Linked DNA regions of Mus musculus: region 2 is linked to region 1. A link is a contact called in public HiChIP or PLAC-seq data. All regions are on one chromosome and are shown on one strand. The core of a region is the stretch at or near the end of the contact, and the rest is flanking DNA. Distances in the headings are between cores, read along the strand shown.

Region 1 (4,206 bases), core at 750-3,249:
TGTTCTTCATTTAGTTTTTTTTGTCTGTTTTTTGAGGCAGGGTCTCTCAGTGAACCTGAAGCTCACTGATCAGTTGGACGAGTTGGCCTGAGAGCCCTCAGGCTTCACCTGTCCCTGCTCTCTAGTGCTGGTTACAGGTGCTCTATGCTGCTCCCGGCTTTTATGTGGGTGCTTGGGTCCTTCCCTCCTAGTCTTCCTTTTTTGGTCTTCTGTTAAATAAAATATTTGTGAAAGGCCTAACTTTGATACATCGAGTTTCTTGTTTTGTCAGGTCTGTGTTCCATGGCTGTCAGTTTATCTACCTACCTCTGCCTGCTCAGTGCTGGGATTGAAGGTGTAGGACACCATGCCCCGCTGACACACCAACAAGTTTTAAAGTTTATTTTCAGTGTAATTTTAAAGCAATCCTTACTTTCAATCTACTGTAAAACTTTCACAAAATCTATCTTGCTTCCCATGTCATGATGTTGCTTTAAAAGACTGTTTTGTTTTTACAATGAAATTCCCCAGGATGGTGAACCCAAGATATTTTTACCAAATAAATGTCTGTGATCAAAGAGCATAGAATAAAAATGTTATTGAACACATTAGGCTAGAAAATATTTATTGATTAAAGATCCTGAAAAAGAAAAACAATGCCTCCATTTTCACTTTTCTCCCTGAAAATAAATACCATCTAAATTTAAGTCAACCAAATTCATACCATCTAATCTTAACTAAAATAAGGGGAAGACAAGTCAGCATTTTCGAACTTTTTATAAGGTTTCTTTTATATGCCAACTTTCATTAGAAGTTAATATCAAAAGAATCCTTTCCAGAGGCTGGATTCTATCTTTAACCTTATAAGTACCTTAAAACAAACAAACAAAAAAAAAACCCCACATAATTGACAACTTCCAGTATTAATACAGTGCTACTTATCACAAATAATTTATTAAGTATACAAATTTCAAAAACGAGTTTTTTTTTTCTGTAAACCAAAGTCATTAAATGTGACATACTACATTATCATTCAAAGTCTAGTTTACCTATTAGAACATTTGGTTTCTCTCCTCCGTCATTCAAACATGCAGATATATTCTAGTATATAGTATATATAAATATACAAATACACACTTTTAGAACTCAAAAAAAAAAAAAACCCGCTGCTGTAGGGTCATTATACACTAAGTGTTAGTAATAATGTTTCGAGATCTTTCTGCCATACTAAAGCCTTTAAGCACCATTCCCCCCACCTCCCCGCCCCATCCCTGCGCTCCATCTAAACGTTTTGTTCGTTTAGACAATAGGGGGGTCGGTCCTGTCTGGGGGCTAACGGGAGCATGAAAAAGTATCACAAACCCAAGACACTAGCTAGCTACAGCAACCGGTCCAGGCATTGAGGTTAAATGCAGCTCTTCACAGCTGGAGTGCTCCGCGATTCCACCACGGGGACGTTAGTGCTTGTATACCGTCTGTTGCTTTGCTTGGGATGAGGGACCCGAGAAGTCGTCCCACACAGCTTCGCAGCCTAAAGCGAAGCTCCAGGTCCGGTTCCCAGGAGGACAGAGAGGGCTCCTTAAAAGCCTTCCCACCAAGGGCTCCTTTGCAAGTCCTGGAGTGCCTTCCCAGGGGGAGCTCAGACCTGCCGCAAGCCACTCTGTTCTGACCTGCCTCTACCTGGTGCGGCTACCCGGGGGCCGCCAAGCCTCCGTTCCCCTTCTCTTCCCCCCGTTCGGCCGCTGACCTGCACCGCGGGCAGCTGGAAGGCCGGGGTCCCACAGCGCAGAGAGGCCCGCGGGCCCGCTTTCTGCGCCGCGGCCTGAGCTCACCCACCTGATGCTCCTTCACCACTTCGCTGAGGCAGGGGTACCGCTCCGAGATCCATCGGTAAAACTTGGGGACTCCCATTTTGACCGTCGACACTAATTCCAGTCGGTGCAGAAACGAAACCAAACACCCCGCCCGGGCCTCCGCCGCCGCCTCCGGCCGTCGCTCGGAGGATGACAACACAAGGTCCGCCAGACCATAGAGCAAACCGTGGGCCTAGAGGGGCAGGACGGCGCTGGTGGGCGGTGGGTCCTGTCTATCCCGCTGCCTCGCTCTTCCATACTCGTTGGTGACAGCGCAAGAGGTGTGATTTGCGCATTAGGTGAGCTCAGGTTTAAAATGCCAGTTGATTGAGGTGTGGACTTGCGGATGGTATAAGAACGTTTAAGAGACAGTTGGTTAGCTTTATGTTAACTTGAAACATGGCAGAGTCGTTAGAAAGAGAAACCTCAACTGAGAAAAACGCTGCTTCCAAATTGGCCTGTGGGAATATTTTGATTACTGATCAATGCGGGAGGGCCCATCTGAATGTGTGCTGCTGCCACCCCTGGGCCGGTGGTCTTTCGGTATGTGAAAAAGGCTGAGTGAACTAGCCAGAAAGCAACATTCCTTCAGAGCTTCTTCAGTTCCTGCCTCAAGTTCCTTTGATGATGGGCTGTGATGTGGAAGTGTAAGCCAAGTAAACTCTTTCCTTCCTAAGTTGCTTTTGGTCATGGTGCTTATAACAGTAATAGAAACCCTAGTAAGAAAGGTATTGGACACTTGCTTTTTGTACTGTGGGCTTGTCCCTCGTGGGATCGTTAAATTTACTATTTTTCAATGTGGACTTGAAAAAGTCTGGTTAGCTTGTGAGAGGAGTAATTCTCTGAGTAATGTAAACCTACAGAAGAGTTTTAATTTTCTAATATTTTAAAGAGTTTTATAGTTTTCCTCTTTATATCTTTTATTAAATTACTTTATTTACATTCCAACCCCCCCCCCCATCCTGACTCCCCCTCCCGGAGTTCTTTAAGCCCTCCTCCCAACTCTGAGAGGGTGCTCCCCCATCTGCTTCCACCTCACATTTCCGCTTAGGTCATCCCCATTGAGTCCTAGTAGCCTCTCACATCCCAGATCTCTGGGACTTTCTAGAGGTTCCCCATGGGCCCTAACCTCCACTGCTGCATGTTGATTAATTCTCCTGGCCCTCTGGGCATCCCTCCTTTCCATACCTGATCCCGCCCCTTCTTTTCCCCTTCCTCTCACCTCTCCGACCCAATTTCCTCCCTCTGCCTCCCATGATTATTATTCCTCTTCGAGGTGGATTTCAGGTATCCACACTTGGGCCTTCCTTCTTGTTAAAGTCTGTGAGTTGTATTGTGGGAAAGAGTAATTTCCCACCATTTCAAGACTCTGGGTTACTCCCCTCATCCACAATTTTTGATACCCTGTTTCAAAACAAAGAAACCAACAAAATTCAAAAAGCCGGTTGTGGTTACTTAGGAGGCATAGGAAGATCAGAAGTTAAAGGCCATCCTCAGGTACATTGTAAGTTCAGGGAGATCCTAGTTGATAAGAAAGCCCATTTCAACCCCAAAACTCAAACCTGTGTGGCATGAAAGTTTGAATCTCAGCACTTGAAGGATGGAGGCTGGAAGATCAGGAGTTCAAGGGCATCCTCACTTACTTAAGTTCCAGACGCATTTGCCCTACATGAGAACTGTCTCAACCAAACAGGACAAAAGCCACTATAAACATTTCTGTTTTGTTTTTTATTATCATGTGACTTTCCTTACAATAAATACTTCAGAAGTTATTGGATTCTTTCCTTTGGCACTGCTTGTCTTCCATGATTAGCGCTTGGACAACATTCATCTTTAGTCAAGAGAACCTTCCATATATATATAATTATGTGTGTGTGTGTATATATATATATATATATATATATATATGGAATGGATATATAAAATGTAATATATATGTATACATTTTTCATCAATGAAGAAGTTATATATCTTTTGTAGGAAAATAGCTGCAAGTGATCATATTAAGTAAATTAACTTAGTCTCAGAAAGATAACATTTTCTTTCATATATGGTTCCTAGATTTTATATAGCTACTTAAAATCATATATGTATATGTGAGATGATAGCAGAGACAACACTAAAGTGTTGAAAGAAACAAAAGAGACTGAGGCAGGGGAACAAAGGAATTGTGGAAGGAATTTGTTAAAAGTATATGATGTATTTGTTTGAAATGATCCTATGTAATCTAGTACCAAGTACAACCAAAATACATCAATGCTAATTAATTAAACATGTTTATATGAATAAGATGCCAAAAAATTGAAATGGATAAAAAGCACACACATGCACGCCCCCTAACACACAGAGTATGTAAAAAAAGATTTTCTAATTA
Region 2 (4,462 bases), core at 696-3,195, 68 kb before region 1:
AGAAAAGGTGACTGAGGAGAGTGGTTGAGGCCTCCCAAGTGCCCGGAGGGAGCTGCACTACAGTGACTCACAGAAGGTTGTGGTTTCACAATGGCTGTCAACTTCTGGTTTCCAGTTTCACACCGACTCCCATGAGAAAGGTTCACCAAGGCACTTGTTGGCAGTCGGTATCCCCTACCAGGTGAGCACCTACAATGGAGACATCATCTCAGTGGAGGGACTGCTTGTGCATTCCTATGATGTGGGCAGCTGGGAGGCAGGAGTGGGAAGGTCAGGAATTCAATGTAGGTCAGACAGACTAGGCCACACTGTGGTACAGAGTACAGCCTTGCCTCAAAAAATGTGAGAAAAACAAAACAAAACATACTGGAAATTAACTCAGGGTTAGATCCCTGAACTTAAGAAAAGGGGGTGGGGGTGGGGGAGTCTTTTGTCAACTTTTTAAACTCTAATAATACCTTTTCCTCTTTCAAAAATACCATCTTCTCATATTGATGACACTAAAAAAGTAGAGTTCTTTTATGAGTTCCAGTTTGCTACAAAACATGTATTTTCATGAGACTTATATTATAAAAAATGAATATGTGTGACAGTAATCTTTCACAAAGCTCTCTCTAAGATGCCCTTAACTAGGAGTAGAAGAAAAAAATGTCACCAAGACAAACAGACAAAAAACTAAGCCATGCCTGGTAATGCATGCCTGTAATCACAGTATTAGAGAGGCTGAGGCAGGAATATCAGATGTTCAAAGCCAGCCTTGGCTACGTTTCAAATCTGAAACTAGTCTGTTTAGATGAAACCCTCTGTCAAAGAAATTAGGACAATGAAAAAGAAAACAAGTCCTAAAGCATACATCATAATGGTGTATGTTGACTGTGTGCCTGCACATCCCTGAACCTGTCTGTCAGCCCTGCACTTGGAATGTAGAGGAAGGAAGACCTTGGGTTTGAGGCCAGCTTTGATCAAGACCTTGTCTCAAAACAAACACACAAAAGAAAAAAGTCATGTAATATATATGTTAGATATATACTGTAGTTATTGTGCAAATGCGAGTTATTAAAACTAAATAATTAAATAAAAGATCAAAATTCTGTGGCTGCATTTAAGAGTACACACTGGGAAGGTCTTAGAGGAACAAGCATATTCAAGTTTCAAAATAATAGAACTTTTATATTACTGAGTGCACATGGGCAGGAGGTCAGAGGACAACTTTACGCGATCAGCTGTTTCCTTCCTGCGACCTTTACTTGTGTCTGGCTGTCAGGTTTGTGCAGTAGTCACCTACAGCTCTGTATCATCTAGCTGGCTCAATAATGGCATGTAGTAGGAGCCACTCAGTACAGACTAAGACTTTATGTCAGGAGGCCAAACAAGAGTAATTTAAAATTATAATTACCTATTAACCAAAACACAGATGCAAAGGAAGTTAAGTTCATGTCAGCTTTGTAGTTAAATTAGAAAGAAAAGCTGGAAAATGATTCATTTCTTCCTCCTAATACTCTAGTAATCTTTTATTACAAATGAAGATATTACAAAGTATAAGTGAAAGAGCGCATCCTTGCTATTATTTCCTGTAACTTTAAACTTTGTACTAGAGCTCTCTCAAAATGATATCATGTTTCATATACTTTCAAATGAAAGCAACTCAACTCTACTGTTTTAAATCTGATAACTTCCAGCTGTTGCTTTTATCCTTCAGAGTCAAGTTTCCTGTCTCATTACTAACCTGCCATTCAATCCTCAAGCTACTGTGATCTTGTTAAGCACCTATAACTCCACTACATTAGATGATGAAGACTTAACATGTCTTTGAACTCAGCCAGCTCTATTCCTGAAGTCATTTAACCAGAAAATGTCCTTTGTCACATGTTCTATCCTGTGTTCTTGAGTATTTCTCACTCTCTTCTTTCCTCTCTGCCCAGTTAACCACTGTTCATGCATTCGTCACATTTAATTAAATAGTTACCATTAGAGTCAGTTGCTGAACCGCCTTGGCTAAAGTGAAAAATCAGGAGGGTAGACAGGTACTCACTGTTTTAACTCTATAGCAACTATGATGTCAAACTGGGCACACATATCTACAAGTAATACAAAATCAGAGAGAGGCTAAACTGGGTAGTGGTCGCGCACGCCTTTAGTCCCAGCACTTGGGAGGCAATGACAGGTGGATTTCTGAGTTCGAGGACAGCCTGGTCTACAAAGTGAGTTCCAGGACAGCTAGGGCTATATAGAGAAACCCTGTCTTGAAAAACAAAACAAAAAAACAAAAACAAAAAGAACAGAGAGAGGCTGCATGGACATTCATGAAGGACAACTAGTATTTGGAAATACAAACCTTATTGTTAAGCCTCCGGGAAATTCCTCATCAAATAATACTTCAAATAGTACATCAGCTTCTCTGCTAGCTGTTAAAGATGAAGAAAGGAATCAGATGGGGAAATCACACAATGGGAAAGCAGCAGTCAATTGTAAAGATGCTCGGAAGCACTTGTTTTATTTTAAAAGTTTACAAAAATTGTTTAACTATGAAGAAAGCCACACCAGCACCCCAACTGTCGTCCAGGGCAATAAACAACACAAAGGCCTTACAAGCCCAGCATGTCCTTATCCCTAAAAGGCAACCATAACCTTACCTTGGCAATCTGGCCTCTTATATACTCCTTTACATTTTTACTAGCTATAGACATACCTGAAATAATGTATATAGTGTTTGACAAGTTCATTATTCATTTCTTTTTCTTTTTTTAAAGATTTATTTATTATTATATCTAAGTACACTGTAGCTGTCTTCAGATGCAACAGAAGTGGATGTCAGATCTCATTACAGATGGTTGTGAGCCACCATGTGGTTGCTGGGATTTGAACTCAGGACCTTCGGAAGAGCCATTGGTCCTCTTAACCATTGAGCCTTCTCTCCAGCCCTCATTATCCATTTCTATCTCTGTCTATTATCTACCTACCACCAGGGATGTACTCTTGTAACACACTTGTGCTTGTTTCAAAATGATGAGACTCGGTCCTGTTTCCTGAATATATCTCAGTATATCTTGTATTCTATCCATGAATATACCATCATTTATCTCTTTCCTCTACTATAAAAACTTAGTTTATAATTTTAACAATTATAACAATTATAACAATGCTATTATGAATATCATGTAAATGTCTCCTCTATGTATGCTAATCCTTCCCTAAAAGTGAAATTACTGGGTATTAAGGAATGCATTAAAAATTTCGTTTGTTTTTGAGACAGGGTTTCTTTGTGTAGCCTTGGCTGTCCTGGAACTTGCTCTATAGATCAGGCTGGCCTTGAACTCACAGAGATCTGCCTGCCTGTGTCTCCCACGTGCTGGGATTAAAGGCATGTGCCATCAATTCCCAGGCTCATTTAAAAAATTTTAATATAAAACTGATATGATAGGTTATACATAAAGTATATAATTTAGTATATTTTACCACATGCAATTAGTCAAAAAGCCATAATAAATAAGACAGTTATTCCCAAAGTCTCCTGTGTCATTTTGCAATGCATATCCTTAGTAACCAGGAAGCTATTAAAATATTGTCATTATAGATTATTGCATACATCAAATTTAAAGTAAATAAGATTATACAGCTCTATTCTTTTTTGGTCTGGCTTCTATCAGCATAATTATTTTGAGAGTCATCCATTTTGAATGTATCATTTTCTTTTCTTTTTATATTGTTGAGAAGCATTTCATCACATATTATCCAACAATTTATTCATTCATTTACTGGCAAGCATTTGCAATTTTCTAGTTTTTTGTTATCACATGAGGCTTAATGTAAATTCATGTCTTATTTTGTTCTGGATCAGCATCTAGGGATGGAATGTCTTTGCTTTGCTGGTGTGGGGCTGGTGAGATGACAGTCCTCAGGACAGTTGGCAGAGAGAATGACTCTGTAGTAATCCTCTGGCCTCCACATGCACACTGTGAAACTAACACTAACCCAAGTGAGCATATACACACCCACTCCATGTACACACTCATGGCCTGACACACACACACACAATAAAGAAAACCTAAGGAGAAAACGTAACTACTAGAGAAACTATGATCCTAGCACTTGGGAGGTTGAGGCAGGAGGACTCTGAGTTTGAGGTCAGCCTATGCAACATATTAAGTTCCAGGAAAGTCTTGGCCACACAGCAAGGGCATGCCACAAACAAACTTAACAAAGCAAGCCAGACGTGTTAGTGCACAAACTAATTTCAATACTCCGGTTTCCGGTTGCAAATGGAGAAAGATCATGTGTCTAATACATAGCCTAGGCTATGTAAAAAAAAAAAAATTAAAAGGACCTACCAAAGGGTTGGGGATTTAGCTCGGTGGTAGAGCGCTTGCCTAGCAAGTGCAAGGCCCTGGGTTCGGTCCTCAGCTCTGAAAAAAATAAAAGGATCTACCAAACTACTTTCCAAAGTGGCTGTATCATTTTTGAA

Evidence for each region. HiChIP or PLAC-seq counts read pairs in DNA pulled down with a chosen protein or histone mark.
Region 2: an H3K4me3 HiChIP or PLAC-seq map of the SCID.adh cell line shows a contact between it and region 1, with 15 read pairs. The contact joins the enhancer-like site here to the promoter of Xrn1 in region 1. A contact is called at or near these places in 1 of 39 promoter capture datasets (macrophages), 1 of 15 datasets of contacts at CTCF or cohesin (CD8 T cells), 2 of 484 Hi-C or Micro-C datasets (CD4 T cells and nephron progenitors), 4 of 115 datasets of contacts at active chromatin or transcription factors (the SCID.adh cell line, double positive thymocytes, embryonic stem cells and 1 more) and 4 of 9 other capture datasets (adipose tissue, embryonic stem cells, liver and 1 more).

What each region holds. Positions count from the first base shown.
Region 1 is chr9:95,952,553-95,956,758 of GRCm38.p6, reverse strand. Xrn1 (5'-3' exoribonuclease 1) reads right to left here and starts at 1,999. Exons shown (of 42, transcript NM_001311130.1): 1 at 1,816-1,999. The coding sequence starts at 1,890. Gm16794 (a long non-coding RNA gene) reads left to right here. Exons shown (of 3, transcript XR_871036.3): 1 at 1-2,131. It also overlaps a transcript of Atr not described here.
Region 2 is chr9:96,019,749-96,024,210 of GRCm38.p6, reverse strand. Xrn1 (5'-3' exoribonuclease 1) reads right to left here. Exons shown (of 42, transcript NM_001311130.1): 30 at 2,336-2,405; 31 at 1-189. Among named protein-coding and RNA genes, the nearest start is that of Gm16794, 59 kb to the right of the region's middle. Within about 2 kb of position 1,945, at least 3 of the 459 cell types and tissues checked have an H3K27ac peak or open chromatin away from gene starts, as enhancers often do. A contact at or near this core is called in the SCID.adh cell line, where this site is marked.